Regions from separate parts of the Anser cygnoides genome. Here region 2 is linked to region 1. Evidence: chromatin contacts called from public Hi-C data. All regions are on one chromosome and are shown on one strand. The core of a region is the stretch at or near the end of the contact, and the rest is flanking DNA. Distances in the headings are between cores, read along the strand shown.

Region 1 (4,417 bases), core at 1,350-3,849:
CGGGGGCTCCCCGGCTGCCACCCCGCAGGCTGCCCGTGGGGTGCTGGGCTGCCCCCGGGCTGGCACCGCGGCCGCTGCCGCTGGGGGCGTGCAGGGAATGAACCCCGCGGGGCGTGCAAAGCACTGGATCCCTCGGTGCATGCAGGGGATCCCTCCATGCATGCCAAGCACTGGATCCCTCGGTGCATACGTGTGATCCTTACATGCATGCAAAGCACTGGATCCTTTGGCACGTGCACGGGATCCCTCGGTACATGCAGGGCATGAACCCCTTGGTGCATGCAAAGCACTGGATCCCTCGGAGCATGCAAAGCATGGGATCCCTCGGTGCACGCAGGGGATCCCTTGGAGCATGCAAAGCACTGGATCCCTTGGTGCATGCAGAGGATCCCTTCATGCATGCAAAGCACTGGATCCCTCGGTGCACACAGGGGACCCCCCAGTGCATGCAAAGCACTGGATCCCTCAGTGCATACGTGTGATCCTTACATGCATATCCCTCAGTGCATGCAGGGGATCCCTTGGAGCATGCAAAGCACTGGATCCCTTGGCACGTGCACGGGATCCCTTGGTGCATGCAAAGCACTGGATCCCTCGGTGCATACATGTGATCCCTCCATGCATGCAGAGCACTTGATCCCTTGGTGCATGCATTGGATCCCTCGGAGCATGCAAAGCATGGGATCCCTCGGTGCATGCAGGGGTCCCCCTAGTGCATGCAAAGCACTGGATCCCTTGGCACGTGCACGGGATCCCTTGGTGCATGCAAAGCACTGGATCCCTCGGTGCATACGTGTGATCCCTCCATGCATGCAGAGCACTTGATCCCTTGGTGCATGCATTGGATCCCTCGGAGCATGCAAAGCATGGGATCCCTCGGTGCATGCAGGGGTCCCCCTAGTGCATGCAAAGCACTGGATCCTTTGGTACGTGCATGGGATCCCTTGGTGCATGCAAAGCACTGGATCCCTCAGTGCATACATGTGATCCTTACATGCATGCAAAGCACTGGATCCCTCGGTGCATGAAGGGGACCCCCCAGTGCATGCAAAGCACTGGATTCCTCGGTGCATACGTGTGATCCCTCCATGCATGCAGAGCACTGGATCCCTCGGTGCATGCATTGGATCCCTAGGTGCATGCAAAGCCCTGCCCCCCCCCCCGCTGCCCGCCCCCCGGTGCCTCCCGTCTCCTGCCGCCAGGGGGCGCCCGCGGCCGCCTCCGCCTCGGCCCGCACCGGGCAGAGACTGGGGGGGCCGGGCTGGGGTCACTGGGAGCACTGGGAGCACTGGGGTGGGGCGGCGGGGCGGGGCCTGCGCTAACTGGGAGCGCCGGTGCTGGGCACTGGGAGCACTGGGGGCACTGGTGCTGGGTTCTGGTACTGGGCCTGCAGGCAATGGGAGCAGTGGTGTGGGGCACTGGGAGCACTGGTGTTTGGCTCTGGGGGTACTGGGAGCACAGGTGTTGGGCCCTGCAGGCACTGGGAGCACTGGTGCTGTGCACTGGTAGTACTGGGAGCACTGTTGCTGTGCACTGATGGCACTGGGAGCACTGGGAGCTATGGTACTGAGCTCTGCAGGCACTGGGAGACACTGGTGTTGGGCCCTGCAGGCACTGGAGGCACTGGGAGCACTGGTGTTGGGCTCTGGGGGCACTGAAGCTGTGCACTTGGGGCACTGGGAACACTGGGAGCACTGGTGTTGGGCCCTGCAGGCACTGGGAGGCACTGGGAGCACTGGCACTGAGCTCTGCAGACACTGGGAGCACTGGTGTTGGGCCCTGCAGGCACTGGGAGCGCTGGAGGCACTGGGAGAACTGGTCCTGGGCACTGGGAGCACTGGTACTGGGCTCTACATGTACTGGGAGTACTGGGAGCACTGGAGCAGTGCGCTGGTGGCCCTAGGAGCACTGGTGCTCTGCTCTGGGAGCACTGGTGCTGGGCACTGCAGGCACTGGGAGCACTGGTGTTGGGCCCTGCAGGCACTGGGAGCACTGGAGCTGTGCACTGGGAAGCACTGGGAGCACTGGTGGTGGGCACTGGGAACACTGGAGCTGTGCACTGGTGGCACTAGGTGTACTGGGAGCTCTGGAGCTGTGCACTGGGAAGCACTGGGAGCGCTGGTATTGGGCCCTGCAGGCACTGGGAGCACTGGTGTTCGGCTCTGGGGGCACTGGGGACACTGGAGCTGTGTATTGGTGGCACTGGGAGCACTGGCGTTGGGCCCTGCAGGCACTGGGAGCACTGGTGTTCTCCTCTGGGGGCACTGGTGCTGGGCACCGGGAACACTGAAGCTATGTACTGGTGGCACTGGGAGCACTGATACTGGGCTTTGGGGACACTGGGAGCACTGATACTGGGCCTTGGTGACACTGGGGGCACTGGGGCTGTGTACTGGTTACACTGGTGGCACTGGCTCCCCTCAGGCCCCGTCACGGCGCGCAGGCCGCGTCCCCTTTAAGCCCCACCCCCCCACACACCTCAACCCCTCCCCGCGCCGCGCAGCGCCGTGACGTCACGCGGGGCGCAGCGGCAGCGGCGGCAGCAGCAGCGCGCGCGCCGGCTGGGGCGCGGCCGGGCGGCGCGCGCAGGCGCGGCGGGGCGGCGGGGCGGGGCGGCGCGCATGCGCAGCGGCTCCGGCGGCGCTTGGGGGAAGAAGGGGCAGGGGCGGGGGGGGGAGAGGCGGGCGCGCGGCGGGGCCCGGCGGAGGCGGGGGGAGCGGAGCATGAATGGCGCAAGATGGCGGACCATGTGCAGGTGAGGGGGGGCCCGCCCGGCCCCGGGGGGCCGCCCCGGCCCGCCCGGCCTCTCCTCCGGGCCTCGGAGCCTTCCCGGGGCGAGGCCTCGGCCGGCCGCGGGGTTGAAAGGGGGCCCGGGGGGGGGCGGGGAAGGGGCGGCGGGGCGGCGGGGCCTAAGGGGGGGGGGAGGATCTCGTCAGGATCCCCTCAGCACACCCTCAGGATCCCATCAGGATCTCCTCAGCACCTCCTCAACACCCCCTCAACACCCCTGTCAGGATCCCCTCAGCACCCCCCTCAGGATCCCCTCAGCACCCCCCTCAGGATCCCCTCAGGATCCCCTCAGCACCCCCCTCAGGATCCCCTCAGCACCCCCCTCAGGATCCCGTCAGGATCCCCTCAGCACCCCCCTCAGCACCCCCTCAGCACCCCCCTCAGGATCCCCTCAGCACCCCCTCAGGAGCTGCTTCCCCGCTGCTCAGCCCCGTGTGGGGGCGCTGGACACCAGGGTGAGGAGGGGGTCGCTGCGTTACCCCCCATATTTCCCCCCCAGTCCTCCAAATTCCCCTCTTTCCCTTTAAAAACCCGCTCTCCTTTCACTAAAAAAAAAACAAAATTCGTCTCCCTGCCCTCAAAACCCTGCTGCAGGCCTGGGTAAAGCTGCCCTCGCCGCTCCGAAGCCCTGCCTGGCTCTTTGTTAAATATTGGGGTGAGAAAGTGGAAGTTTGGGCTCCGCCATCGCTGGGTCACGGCTCCGGGGGTTAAAGTTTAACGACGGGGGCTCGGGAGATGTTTGGCTCCCAGGGAAAACTTGTTTGCAAGCAGGGGTCAGGCACCTGCAGCCTGGCGCGGTGCCTGTGTGGGACGGGCGGAGGCGGAGGGATCGCTCGGCGTCGTGGCTGGGGGTGCTCTGAGCGCTTTTTATCCTCTTTTTCTTCTCCCCGCCGCAGGTAAAGGCAGCCAGCAGCAGCTCTGAAGAGCCCTCATGTAGCTCCCGGCAGCAAAGAGAGCGCTAGGTTGGCTTCAGAACTGGCTCTGGATCGCTTTGTGGCAGGAGGACGCAGTGGTTTTGTCGATAGGTTAAATTTTTGGGGGGAGAGGTCTTTCCCTCGCGTGAAACTCCGGTCATCTTGGCGTTATTTGAGCGAAGTTGCGCAGGCCGTCAGGCATAATATTCGTTTAACAGATCGGTTGTTGAGTTATCCAGCATCACCAGGAGATGTTGTCCCTCGGTGTGAATAACCGAGGGCTGGTTCTATGGCACGTGCTGTGGGATTTGGTCCTGTTTTAACAGGATCTGGGGCTTGCGGATAAATACAACAGAGTTTAGAAGGTTCCTACAGTCGTGCTGCTGCCCTGTGAGAGCTTTGGTTGGGTTGTGCGTGAAGTCTGGAGTTGTAGCTGTTTGCCAGCACCCGATGGGGCACAAAAACGATATTTGGGACTGGATCTGCGCTGGAGTCGTTCGCAATACGGAGCGCTAGGGTGATGAACTTTTAGGGCTGTACCCAGGGAGAACATCGCGTTCTCGTAGGTCTTTAAAAACTGCAGATTATGCGAAGTCAGAGGGCCCACGCGTGGCGCTGGTGATACCGCGCGATGCCTTCCCGGTGAGCTCCTCTTCCAGGGGAGGCCGCTCGGTGTCTGGAACCGAAGTGGTGCTGGTGCAGGGGCCGCGAGA
Region 2 (4,254 bases), core at 122-2,621, 220 kb after region 1:
CCCGACGGGGGCAGCCTCCGGCCTCGCTCCCCGGGAGGGGGGCTCCCCTCCGGCCTCGCTGTCCCGTGGCCGTCGCCGGCCTCGCGGCGCGCTCCCGCCTGGCATCGCCGCGCTGAGCAAACAGGAAACACTCGCCCTTTGTTAATCCTGGCCCGGGCTGCGCGTTAAATATTTATCTGCGAGCGGAGGCTGGTGCTGGGAGCAGGGCGGAGGGAGGGAGGGAGGGAGGGAGGCCGGCGGCACGGGGACGCTGCCCGGAGGCTGCCGAGGTGAGTGCGGTGCCGCCGGGGGGGAGGCGGTTCCCAAAAGGGAGCCCTGGTGGTGGTGGGGGGCCAGGGTGGGCTCTGCTGCCCGTGGAGGGCAGCGCCAGCGGAGGCCGTGACCTCCAGATGTCACTGGGGACGTGGCGGGGTGACCGGGGCGGAGGACGGGCTGGGGGCTCCGCTGTGGGGTTTAACCCCGTCCCCAGCACCGCGGGCTGTGCCGCCAGCCTCCCAAATTGATGCCCCCCCCAAATTGCTGCCCCCCCAAATTGCTCCCGTGCTGCCTCCCCGCAGCTCACGGGGCTGGCCTCCTTTCCCCGTGGGGATCCGTGTCCTCCTGCCTCCGGGAGCGGGGAGCACGCCCGCTCCGTCACCTTTGTCCCTTGGGTGCCCCGCGCCGTGCCCGCCCCAGCTGGCGCCTTCGTCCCCGTCCGCAGCTTCTCGGTGGGGACGGCTGGCACCAAAGCCTCCCTCCCGCGAGCCTCCGCTGCTGGCGGGGGAGGCCGGAGCTCACGTGAGGAGCACGGGGCAGGGGAGGGCCGGGGCTGCCCGGTTTCGGGGCTGTCAGCAGTTTTGGGGAGCGGCGAAACCGGGAAGCGAGCGGCGGGCGAGAGTGGCCGAGGCCGGGGCGCACCCGGAGGTGATGAGGTGGGTTCGGGGGGGCGCGCGCCCACCCTGGGGCACCAGGGAATGGGGGACGTCCAACGGGGGGGGTCCCCAGATTGTGGCCCCCCAAAGGGACAGGAGGTCACCGTAGGAAACCAGGCGGCAGTGGGGACGGGGATTGCTTTGTCCGTGCGCCCCGTGGTGGGGTTGTGGGGCAGCGCAGAGCCCCTCTCCCCACTCCTTCCCCCCTCACCAAGCGATTTTCGCCCCAAAACCCCTCTCCAGAAGCCCCCCGGGCCAGCAGGGAGGACCCCACCGGGGGGTGCCTGCAGCGGGGGGCCGTCGGCGCCGGGCTGGCCCCGTGTCGTCAGCGGGAAGGCGTGCGCGGGGCGTGGGATGAGTTCAGCCTCTTGGCTCTGCTCCCTGGATCCCGTTCCTGGAAATGTCACTGGAAACTCTGAATGGGCCGGCCCTGCTCCAGAGCGGGGCGCGCTGGGGGGGGTGGGGGGGACGAACGCGCCCCAGGGGGGCCAGGGCACGCGGGCACCCGCCGGAGAGCTCGGGCGCCGCGGGATCAACCGTGGGGCCGGGGGCTGCTGCTGCTTTGGGGGTTGGGGGCGGCTTGGAGATGCCGCAGGGGGGTGCGGGCTTGGGGGGCCTCTCCCCGCCACCCACCCGCTGAGCGCTGAGCTTGCGGCGAAACATCTCGGGCCGCGCGTTCCTCTCCCCTGCCTGCTTCTCCCCGCTCCCCCCGCCGCCCACCGCCTCCGTCCCGCGCCCCGCGGGGCTCCACGGGCCCCATGCGCAGCCCCGCTGCCCGCGGGCCCCCAGCCCGGGAGGTAAGAGCTGGCTCCGGGGGGGGGGGGTGCAGGGGGGGCGCGCGGGGGTTGGATGGGGTGCAGGGGGTGTGGGTGCCTGCACCCGGCTTTGCTTGCCCTAGGGCGAATCTCTCCCGGGGTGTTAATCCCGTTAATTGCGGGCGTGCTCAGTGCGGAGCTGGTGGTGGTGGGATCGGGGAGCCGGGGGTCCCACGGAGGTGACACCTGGGGTGCGGGGTGCTGGGGGCGAGAACGCACCAGGGAGGGGCTTCTCGGCCAGCTTGCTTTTTGAGGAGGGGTCTGCGAGGTGTCGGGGCCGTGCCAGGATCCCCCGAGGTGTCCAAGACCCTACACCAAGGGGTCCCACGGGTTAGGGGCACAACGCGGCCCTGCCGTGCCCAGGTGCGCGTGGTGATGCTCGGGGGGCTCCCGGGCATGGGGCGGGCAGGACACGGGTGTCCCCTGCCCTGCACCCGGCTGACAGCACCCCAAAGGGCTCCCCTCGTGCTGGAGCCATCCCACGGTGGGGGAACAAGGGGGTGACGGGGACCGGGGGGTCCCATCCCGGGGCGCCCCCACCCCGCGCTGCAGCCCTGGCAGCGCGCTGCGGCGGTGACTCATGAGCTGCGCCTCTGCCGCCGTTCCCGCTCCTCCCGCTGCTGCTCTCCTCCTGCTGCTTCTCCTCCCGCTTCTCCTCCCCTCCCTGTTTGCTCTGCAGGGTGGGGAAATACTTTCGACTTTCTGTTTCGTCGCGGCCCCGGGAGGCTGCGCCCGCTCCCGCTGCCCCCACATGCCCGGGCACGAGGGCACCGGCGGGCACGCTTTGCCCAGCGGCTCCTGGCACGGCACGGCGGGGATGTGGCCGGCACCGGGATGCCGGGACGATGTGCCACCACTTGGCCACCGCGCCGTCCCTCCCCTGGTTTCTTTTCTCCCTTAAAAGGCCGGCGGGGATTTTGGGGGCCCCCAGGCAGAGCCCCGGAGTGGAGCTGGCAAAGCCGGGGGGGGGCACGGGGCCGTCCCGTGGCGGGGGGACGTGGGTTCGAGTGGGGGTTTCCTGAAGCTGATGCCAAGCCCGGGGGGCTGCATCCGTCCATGCCCACGTGGAGAACAAGTGGGGGAGCCCCGAGGGGGGCTGGGGGGCACGGACCTGCCGTGAGCACAGCCGCTTTCCCCGCAGGGCACGGGCAGCCCCGCGGCTGCGTCCGTGCGCCCCGCGGCCATGGGGGGGCCCTATCCTGGCTCTGAGCCCGGAGGACGTGCCCCTCTGCCCCCCGGCGGGGCTGTGGGGGCCCGCGCAGCGTGTGGTGACGGGGGTGAGCGGGGCCGGGGGCTGCGGGACCCCTGTGCCTGTCGAGGGGGGATTTGGGGAGCTGCTCCTCAACCCCCCCCCCCCCCCGTTCGCCCCGTCCTCGTGCAGCAGGTGCCCGTCATCCGCCACCGCGGCTCCAACACGCTGAATTTCGACTTCCACGACCCCTCCCCAGCTGAGCACGTCCGAGCGGCCCCCAGAACCGCAGGTACCTGCCCCGAGCACCCCTGGGGCGCCTGCCCTGCCCCCTTGGGATCCAGCAGCTGCCCCACGCGCTGCTCGGCGACGCCCACGGGTGTCGCAGCGGCCCCCATCGCCTCATCCCCAGCAAACGAGTGGTACCAGACCTGGCCGGCCAAGGAGGCGAAGGCGCCCAGCACCCCAGCACCCACTCAGGACCCCATGCAGGGCCCGGGGGCTGCCGCGCCCCCACACCCCACCCCCAGCGGCCCGCGGCCGCCGGGCTGGTCGGCCACGTGGACCAAGGACAGCAAGCGGCGGGAGAGGCGCTGGGTGAAGTACGACGGCATCGGGCCGGTGGACGAGACGGGCATGCCCATCGCCTCGCGGTCGGTGAGTCGGGGACGCGGGGCCGGGCTCTGCCCCCCCAGGGACCCCTCCTCACCTCCCCCCCCGTCCCCGCAGAGCGTTGACCGGCCCCGGGACTGGTACCGCAGCATGTTCCAGCAGATCCACCGCAAGCTGCCCGGTGAGTCCCGGTGCCGCCGGTGGCACGGCGCGGCGCGGCACGGCACGGTGCCCCCTCACCTCCTTCTCCTTCCCCACAGAGCCAGACTGGGACGCCCAGCACTGCCCCGCAGGTAAGCGCTGCCTGGGGATGGCACCACAGGGCTGGGGACCCCCGGGACCCCCAGGAGCCCCGGCCCACCACGGTGTCTCTGTCCCCAAACCAGAGCCGCGCAGGAAAGGGCCGCCACCGGCCGAGCGCCCCGGTGTGCCCAACGGGACGGACTGGTGAGTGCGGTGGCACGGGGGTGGCATCGCCATGGGGGCACGGGGACGCTGTCCCCAGCAGGGTGCCTGCATGGCACAGGGGGGCTCAGCTCCCCCTGGCTCCCCGCAGGACCCAGTGGGGTGACCCCGGTGCCGACGCGGAGCCCGGCAGCATTTTTGACTACGAACCGGGGAAATCCTCAGTGCTGGAGCAGCCTGGGCAGGTAGGAAGGGGGAAAATTCCCCCTGGCACAGCACAAAGCCCATCAGTGGGGTGCCCACGGGCGCTGCGGTGTCCACC

What was found. Hi-C and Micro-C count contacts between places; a contact is called where the count stands out from the background.
Region 2: a Hi-C map of liver shows a contact between it and region 1, with 10 times the contacts expected there. The contact joins the promoter of SORBS3 here to the promoter of XPO7 in region 1. A contact is called at or near these places in 2 of 7 Hi-C or Micro-C datasets (both in liver).

Annotation. Positions count from the first base shown.
Region 1 is chr26:2,053,044-2,057,460 of Taihu_goose_T2T_genome, forward strand. It overlaps XPO7 (exportin 7), which reads left to right and starts at 2,600. Exons shown (of 28, transcript XM_066983354.1): 1 at 2,600-2,755. The coding sequence starts at 2,738.
Region 2 is chr26:2,276,281-2,280,534 of Taihu_goose_T2T_genome, forward strand. SORBS3 (sorbin and SH3 domain containing 3) reads left to right here and starts at 1,372. Exons shown (of 19, transcript XM_066983358.1): 1 at 1,372-1,708; 2 at 3,108-3,207; 3 at 3,304-3,572; 4 at 3,645-3,708; 5 at 3,788-3,820; 6 at 3,914-3,974; 7 at 4,084-4,177. The coding sequence starts at 1,670.